Regions from separate parts of the Macaca mulatta genome. Here region 1 is linked to region 2. The links are chromatin contacts, called in public Hi-C maps. All regions are on one chromosome and are shown on one strand. Each heading gives the region's core, a stretch centred on a gene start, on an enhancer-like site or on the middle of the called end of the contact. The rest is flanking DNA. Distances are from core to core; before and after follow the strand shown. Region 1 holds the start of SIN3B (SIN3 transcription regulator family member B). Region 2 holds the start of SLC35E1 (solute carrier family 35 member E1).

Region 1 (4,381 bases), core at 102-2,601, 250 kb after region 2:
CTGGGTTCAAGCAATTCTCCTGCCTCAGCCTCCCGAGTAGCTGGGATTACAGGCATGTGCTACCAAGCCTGGCTAATTTTGTATTTTTAGTAGAGATGGGATTTCTCTGTGTTGGTCAGGCTAGTCTCCAACTCCCGACCTCAGGTGGTCCACCCGCCTTGGCATCCCAAAGTGCTGGGATTACAGGCGTGAGCCACAGCGCTCAGCCAATTTTTTCATTTTCTTTTTTTTTTATTTTTTTGAGACAGAGTCTTGCTCTGTTGCCCAGGCTATAGTGCAACGGCACGATCTTGGCTCACGACAACCTCCACCTTCTGGGTTCAAGCGATTCTCCTGCCTCAGCCTCCCAAGTAGGTGGGACTACAGGTGCCTGCCACCACGCCTGGCTAATACTTTTGTAGTTTTAGTAGAGATAGGGTTTCACCATATTGGCCAGGCTAGTCTCGAACTCCTGACCTTGTGATCCGTCTGCTTTGGCCTCCCAAAGTGCTGGGATTACAGGCGTGAGCCACCGCGCCCAGCCTCATTTTAATTTTTTTTAGTAGAGACGTAGGTCTTGCTATGCTGCCAGGTTGGTCTTGAACCCCTGACCTCAAGCAATTCTCCCGCTTCTGTCTCCCAAAGTGCTGGGATTACAGGCGTGAGCCACTACCCCAGCCTAGAGTTCTTGATAGTACCAGGGCTGAGAAAGTACCAGGGGTAGGAGGCTCCTAAACTGGTCCAGATGGGAAGTGATGAGGCCAAGGATAGGGAAGTGAAGGTGGGAGGAGTAGGAGTAACTCAAAGGCCATTTAGCAAAAATTCACCACGCAAGGCCCTGTATTAGGGCGCTGGGTGTTCATACTTCATTGTCCTATCAACTCTATAAAGCAGGGGCCAACAAACTTTTTCCATAAAAGGCAAGATCGTAAATACTTCAGGTTCTGCAGATCTGTAGCATCTTTAGCAACTACCTACTCTGTTGCAAGGCAAAAGCAGGCAGAGATGCTAGGTAAACGCGTGGGCGTGTCTGTGTGCCAATAAAACTTTATTCAGGGACACTGAAATGTGAATTTCAGAAACTTTTCACAGTTCATAGACTATTCTTCTCCTTTGGATTTTTCTCCCAGCTATGTAAACATGTAAAAATAATTCTGAGCTTGCAGGGCCGGACAAAGCAGCCGGTGGGTCTTGGTTCGCCTACCCCTGCTATATAAATCATTAATTATGATACCAAGCATAAGGAGAAGATCTTCACGACTAGTCCCTCAAAGAGCACCGCCCCTCTAACATCATCAAACCCCGCCTCCAAAGGCGGAGGCTGCGCATGCGCGGCAGGCCCTCGGGCGGGGGCGGGGCGGGGCGCAGCTCCGACTTCGGACATGGCGCACGCTGGCGGCGGCAGCGGTGGCGGCGGCCCCGCGGGCCGGGGGCTGAGCGGCGCCCGCTGGGGTCGCTCGGGCTCCGCGGGCCACGAGAAGCTGCCAGTGCACGTGAGTGGCGTCCCCGCCCTCACTCGGGGACCCCATCCTCTGGACCCCGCGGGCGGGCGCCCCTCACCCAGGCCCCGCCCGACCCCGGCCCCGCCCGGCCCCGGCCCAGCCTCGGCCTCCCCTCTGCACGGCCCCGGACCCTTCACCCCTCACCGCTCACCTCCGCCCTCCGAAGGCGCAGCCCATCCTCTTCCCCTCAGGGACCCCGTCCCCTCGTCCCCTCCTCCCGCGACCCGGGCCCACCGGGACCCTCCCCCTCTCTGCAGGTAGAAGACGCCCTCACCTATCTGGACCAGGTGAAGATCCGCTTTGGCAGCGACCCCGCCACCTACAACGGCTTCCTGGAGATCATGAAGGAGTTCAAAAGCCAGAGGTACCCGCGGGGCCCTTTTCCACCTCGGGGGGCCCCCCTGGGCCGGAATCAGGCCTAGCGGGGTGAGACCTCCCCTCCCCAGGCTGCCCCCCTGGGCCGGGTGACCTTGCGCAGGTTGTCGAATCTCTCAGAGTCTTAGCTCCTTCCCGTAACAAAAATGAAAATGGATAGTACCCACCTTGTGGAGCTTTGTGGGGATTCCTGGAAGCGGGACAGGGATCTGGGGGGAGGCAGGGAGGGCAAGGCCGTGCACACTCAAATAGAGTCAAATCCTGCCTCGATTTAATATGTTGATTTTAAAATTAGTTTTGTTCATGAAAGACTTCGTGGGACCCATTTTGATTTTTTATTTTCAAACTCTGTAAAATGTTATTTGTCTTGATGATTGAAATTATTGGCACCCTCTTCCCCTTTAATCTTGTCCTCAAGGTGCTTCTCTGGGCTCACTGTGGTCCCAGGCCTGCTTGGAAGTAAGACGCATAAAATGCTTAGTAAGGGAGCTGGCACACAGAAAACGTTTAAAACACATGAGCTGATTTTGCAGGCCCAGAATCAAGGAGGATTACAGATAGATGGGAAACGCTGGGATCATGCCCTTGTTTTTATAGGAGGCTCACTGAGACTTGGAGTGGGTAAGGGACCCACCTAAGTGGCAGAGGTGACACTAGAACTCAGACCCTCTGAGTCAGACTCATGGAGGTCATATCCTTACCTTACTGCTGCCCCCTCTTAGGAAACATGGTGGGGTTGGCCTGGTTTCCTTCCAGGAGCCCAGTGCTAAGGGCTGGGCTGCGATGCAACCTGAAGGGAGACTCCATCTCTCCCCTCCTATTACACGTTTCCCATACTTGGCGGTACCATTGGTATTTATGCATTGCAATTGTTTGCTCAGATGGAAACCTGTGTCATAGTCATCTCTATCTGATATGAAATGAGGGAATTTTTCACATTGCTTGGATGACTTTGGCCTCCTGCCACTTCTTGGAGTCCAGGCCTTGCGGTTGGCTCTCCTGACATCTTCAGAACCGAGAGTGCTCATTCTTGGAGTGTTTTGGGGGAGCTGAGCAATGTCAGTATTCTCTCATTCCCACCAGGAGGAAACAAGGAGCTCAGGCCTAGCCAGTCAGGAGATAGATCATAGTGTACAGATGCTATCACATGGGGCACTTTTTTTTTTTTTTGGAGACGGATTCTCGCTCTGTCTCCCAGGCTGGAGTGCAGTGGTGTGATCTTGGCTCACTGCAACCCTCTGCCTCCCGGGTGCAAGTGATTCTTGTGCCTCTGCCTCCTGAGTAGCTGGGACTGCAGGCGCGCACCACCACGCCAAGCTAATTTTTGTATTTTTAGTAGAGACAGTGTTTCACCGTGTTGGCCAGGCTGGTCTCGAACTCCTGACCTCAGGTGATCTGCCTGCCTTGGCCTCCCAAAGTGCTGGGATTACAGGCAGGAGCCACTGTGCCTGGTGGGTCACATTTTAGGTTCCTTTGTTGTCTGTTGAGAAGGTTTTTATGTGGCAGTATCAAGGGAGTGGGGAATAGATTACATTTTTCATTTACTTCCTAAGACCCTTTTGCCCACTTCCGTTGTTTCTTCTAGCATCGATACTCCTGGAGTCATCAGACGTGTCTCACAGCTCTTCCACGAGCACCCTGACCTCATTGTTGGATTCAACGCTTTTCTTCCCCTTGGATACAGAATAGACATTCCCAAGAATGGCAAGTTAAACATACAGTCGCCTCTGACGAGCCAGGTATGCTGCTACAGTGGTTCGGGTGATCTCAGCCTTCACTGCGTGTATCTTGCTACTCAGGTTGGGCCACGTGTCTCTCTTGTATCATTGCTAGAAAGCCACTTAAGCTCTGTTCTTTTTCTAGACATGCTCATTGCTTCTAGCACAAATCAAAATAGATATGGAAACACCTACACAAGCAGCCTCTGCCTCCCAAATTGATCTGTTTGGAAGATTTAAATCAAGAGGAGATGTCAGGGAGGTATCCTCCTAACACAGAATAACCACCCCAGCAGTTGCTGAGGTCTTGGCTTGAGGCTTTCCCAGCGAGCATACCAGGCAGGCTTGCCCTTGTATTTGGGTATGTCCTCGTCTGCCTCTGATCACTGTCAGTACCACCTACAAAATAAAGTGGTCGAGATGGTGTGTGAATAGCCACGTTTATGGTGGTTGTGTTTCATTGTTGATAGGATTATTAGCTCAGTTGGGACTCCTGGCGTGGCTTTGGTCCTTTCTTGGGTGATAGGTGCTGGCATTCCTTTTTTTTTTTTTTTTTTTTTGGAGACAGAGTCTGGCCCTGTCACCCAGGCTGGAGTGCAGTGGCGCAATCTCAGCTCAGTGCAACCTCTGTGGTTCAGGCGATTCTCCTGCCTCAGCCTCCAGAGTAGCTGGGGTTACAGGCATGTGCCACCATGCTCGGCTAATTTTTGTATTTTTAGTAGAGATGGGGTTTCTCCATGTTGGCCAGTCTGTTCTTGAACTCCTGACCTCAAGTGATCTGCCTGCTTCAGCCTCCCAGAGTGCTGG
Region 2 (4,436 bases), core at 1,345-3,844:
GCTGAGATCCCACCACTGCCCTCCAACCTGGGCAATAGAGCGAGACTCTGTCTCAGAAAAACAAACAAACAAACAAACACTCTTAAGGAGAGGTAGGAGAGGTGGAGATCTTAGGACGGAGTGGTCATGCCACAAGGAGGGCAGAGTGGGGGCTGTGGACCTGAATTCCAGCTTCCCCAATACTGGGCTGTGGCCCTCAGGCACATGATTCTCCCCTCTCAGTCCATCTCAGGAAAACCTGAGATCAGGAATGATGACTACCAGCCTTATCTGCCTTGCAGGGCAGGTTCCAAAAGTTATGATGTCATTATAATTAGTCTGGCTGTCTAACCGGGTCAATTCCCAGTCTTTCCTCACTGTGTGAAGTTTCTGGCTCCTTGCCCAAGCTGGGTACAATGTCCCGTACAACGGGGAAACCTGATAAACACGATGATATCCGGTGATGCAGCTACACACCTCTGGGAAAACTTTGACTTCCCAGGAGCCAAGTCACAGTCTGACATCACCCTGGGGGAGCGAGACTGCAGAGCACACACAGGTCTTGCTGGGACAAAGACAGGCGGGAATTAAAAAAAAAAAAAAAAATCAGCCATAGGTGGCCCAATTTCTATAAGCCGATCCAGGGCACTGCCTTTCTGAGTTACATAAAACACAAGATGCCAAAAACCAACCACTTGGAAAAGAGGCACGGTGTCCAGCATGAAATGGATTCCAGCTGGGACGACAGGCACCCAACTTCCACTTAAGGATACCGGACAAAGCTGTCTCTGGCTAAAGCCATGGCTATTCTTGCCCCAAGCCAGGAAATACCCTGGTTTGGCATCTTGAACCGAATTTGGACTGCGCCCAAAGCATCCTCCTTATGCAGCCCTGAGTCCTGTGTGCTGCTTTCGCTTCTGTTCCCAGACCATCACAACTTCTGGCTGTTTTAATTTCTAAGACTTTGCTGGATTTTGCCAAGATCAAACTCCTTTGATCGTATCTGGCTTCGGATCCCAGAGGTCCCCTGACAGCTCTCTCTTGTAAAGAAGTGAAAATCTAGCCAAGTGCAGTGGCTCACGCCTGTAATCCCAGCACTTTGGGAGGCTGAGGCAGACTGATCACTTGAGGTCAGGAGTTTGAGACCAGCCTGGCAACATAGTGAAACCCTGTCTCTATTAAAAATACAAAAAAAAAAAAATTAGCCAGGTGTGGTGTTGCATGTCTGTAGTCCCAGCTACTCGGGTGGCTGAGGCAGGATAATTGCTTGAACCTAGGAGGCAGAGGTTGCAGTGAGCTGAGATTGTGTCACTACACTCCAGGATGGGCAACAGAGTAAAACTCCGTTTCAAAAAAAGTGTAAACCTATCCCACAGCGTTCTGATCCGTCCCTAGTCCCACTGGAAAGGCCACACATGGGGTGTACGGCCAAAATGTGACCAACCCATTACCTACCAGCAAACCCAGGTAGGGTATGGGAGGAAAATTGTATCTGAAAGGGACAACAGTGTTCCTAAGACCACACAGCAGAGATCACAGAGGTACACATACTCCACACACCATTGCTCACAGCGTGATTCTAGAACTTGAGTAGTAAAAGGCCACTGGAGGCCTCTACACTGACTTCCCTATTTGACAGGAAGCCAGGCAGCCTGCAGACCAGGATCCTGACCACGTCACCAGTTGGCAACAGGGAGGAACCCCCTGGAGGTCCCACCTGCCCAGAGTCCCTGCCCGGGGTTACCTTGGTGCTCTGCTTCTCCTTCATAATGATCCGGGACAGGAGGACCACCCAGATGGGCATGGTGGCCTTGACTGCAAAGAGAGGGAAGGGCACTCAGGGGGCTGCCTGTGTTCCAGGGCCCAACCTGTTCCACCTCCACGGCTGGATGGGAGGGCTTGGCAGCCCCTCAGACCTCTTCACCCCTTCTCTGTCGGTAGGGCTTCCTCCCACCACGGCAGTTGTGGTCTGTCTTGCTTACCTCCCAGCTCTCTTCTCAGCCCCTTTTCTCCCTAAGAATCCTGTGCGTGTCCCTCCCCTACCAAAAGCCTTGGTAGCCCCTCTGCTGACTTCTCAGTCCGGCGGGACGCGCCCCGGGCGGCGCACTCCTTTCCATGCGCCCAAGACCCAAGCTGCGCGCCCCGGCCGCCGCCCCCTAGGCCGGGCGCGGAACCTACCGGTGTGTGCATAAGACACCGGCACCTTCCAGATGCTGACGTGCGCTGACACGGACGCGAAGTACTTGCCAAAGGCGAGCGGCAGCACGTAGCGCGGGTAGAAGCGCGGCGGCAGCAGCGGGCCGGACGACGGATGCGGACTGGGTCCGGGGCCCGAGACGGGCGGCGCGGGGGGCACGCGCCAGGCGCGCAGCAGTGGCGGGAGCCCAGCGCACAGAGCTAGGATGTGGCACAGCGACACGGTCACCGGGAACGGGAAGGCGCTCAGGATCACTTTGTTGACCACGTTGCCGCCCGCGCTCAGCGCGTACCACAACAGGCACAGCGCCGCCACCCGCGCGCCCTCGCGCGCCCCGCTACTGCTGCTTGCTGCGCCCGGGCCCCCAGCACCAGGGCCCGCGCCCACCGCAGCCGCCGCCATCCTGCCCCAGCGGCCGCCCCTTCCCGCCCGTCCGACGGCCCGACGCCGGGCGGGGGCGGGGCTGGGCGGGGGCGGGCCCTCCGGCCTAAGCCGTTTCCCATTGGTCGTTGCCTCTGTGCGTCATCCCACCGCGCCGGCCGACGCGCCAGCCACCACGTCTCGAGTGCAGGCCCAGTCCGCTGTAGATGCGCTTCCGGCGAGGGCGGAGCCGAGGCCGGAAGCGGAAGAAGGGGACGGAGACCTGCATCCAAGCTGTACCACCTGAGACGTGGGCGGTCCCAGTGACCGGGAGCCAGAACTCGAGCGGAACAGGCGAGCAGGAGCGTGGAGGGCTTTGCAGCGTCGGCGTCTGTGCGTGGGCTAAATATCAGGGCCTCTACCAGGGGTACATGGGCACCCCCTAACTAGATTCCTGTTGGCTGGCGGCGGCTGACACCGAAGGTAAAAGACCTTTTGGGGAAAGAAACCAGTTGTGAAAAGCTCTTGAGCTAAACTTCCTCCGCAAACTGGGGCGCACGCGCGTGGCCAAACTCTGGCAGTGGGACTATCCCGGAGCACTCGGTCCCTGGAATCATGTTCTGGAAACCGCCGCGACGTGCGCAGTTCTCGGGCCTGGCCCTCGTATCATCGCACTGAATCCTAGGAACGTCGTGCGGTAGGTATCACCATTCCCATTTCACAGACCGAAGTCCAGAATGGGGAAGCGACTTGTCTTAGGCTTCCTGGCCACTCTGGGGACCGTGGCCGTGGCAGCGTCCTTAGACACCTGTCTCCAAGGCTCGGCAGAAGGGGGAGGTACCGGGCCCTGACGGCTGATGTCCAAGCACCAGCCGGGATGAACCAGCCCCAGGCCCCAGTGAAGGAAAACAAGACGAAGTTTTCAGTAAGATGATCTTATACTAATTCAAGGACTATAATCTGTTCCTCAAATCGTGTACCTCCAATTTTTTCGAGGAAAGGGTGTTAAAATTCCGTTACAGTGTTTCTTTTCTTTTTTTTTGAGACGGAGTCTCGCTCTGTCGCCCAGGCTGGAGTGCAGTGGCCAGATCTCAGCTCACTGCAAGCTCCGCCTCCCGGGTTTACGCCCTTCTCCTGCCTCAGCCTCCCGAGTAGCTGGGACTACAGGCGTCCGCCACCTCGCCCGGCTAGTTTTTTGTATTTTTTTCGTAGAGACGGGGTTTCACCGGTTTAGCCGATGGTCTCGATCTCCTGACCTCGTGATCCGCCCGTCTCGGCCTCCCAAAGTGCTGGGATTACAGGCTTGAGCCACCGCGCCCGGCCCCCGTTACAGTGTTTCTACTTGTTAAATTAGAAGCAGCAACCGGCTGGGTGCGGTGACTCAAGCTTGTAATCCCAGGACTTTGGGAGGCCAAGGCGGGCGGATTGTTTGAGCTCCGGAGTTGGAAATCAGCCTGGGCAACATGGCAAAACCTCGTCTTTGCAAAAAATACAAAAATTAGCCAGGTGTGGTGGCGCACGCCTGTGGTCCCCACTACTAGGGAGGCTGAGGTAGGAGGATCGGCTTGAGCCCAGGTCAAGGCTGCAGTGAGCTATGATGGCGCCACTGCACTCCAGCCTGGGTGACAGAGCAAGACCCAGTCCCAAAGAAGAGTAGAAAGCAGCAACCCAACTTGGCCCCCCAAATGTTGGAAGGTATCTTTGCTTATCCTTGCATTCTCAAAGGCAGGTAACATTAGTGCCCTAGGTCCTCCTGGATACATGGACACAGGCATGGTAGTCCCTGCAGGCAGGGGTAGGGGGGAGCTGCAGCCTGTCCCAAAGTTCTAGAGATGCTGATAGGAGGCCAAGCTCTGCACCCTAATATCCTCCAGCTGTGCCCTGTGTGTATCAGAGTAAA

The links. Hi-C and Micro-C count contacts between places; a contact is called where the count stands out from the background.
Region 1: a Hi-C map of fetal cortical plate shows a contact between it and region 2, with 2.1 times the contacts expected there. The contact joins the promoter of SIN3B here to the promoter of SLC35E1 in region 2. A contact is called at or near these places in 2 of 14 Hi-C or Micro-C datasets (fetal cortex germinal zone and fetal cortical plate).

What each region holds. Positions count from the first base shown.
Region 1 is chr19:17,319,562-17,323,942 of T2T-MMU8v2.0, forward strand. SIN3B (SIN3 transcription regulator family member B) reads left to right here and starts at 1,352. Exons shown (of 19, transcript XR_013409197.1): 1 at 1,352-1,472; 2 at 1,739-1,845; 3 at 3,442-3,595.
Region 2 is chr19:17,066,396-17,070,831 of T2T-MMU8v2.0, forward strand. SLC35E1 (solute carrier family 35 member E1) reads right to left here and starts at 2,595. Exons shown (of 6, transcript NM_001266345.1): 1 at 2,158-2,595; 2 at 1,724-1,794. The coding sequence starts at 2,578. It overlaps LOC144336827 (a long non-coding RNA gene), which reads left to right and starts at 2,866. Exons shown (of 2, transcript XR_013409180.1): 1 at 2,866-3,586; 2 at 4,166-4,436.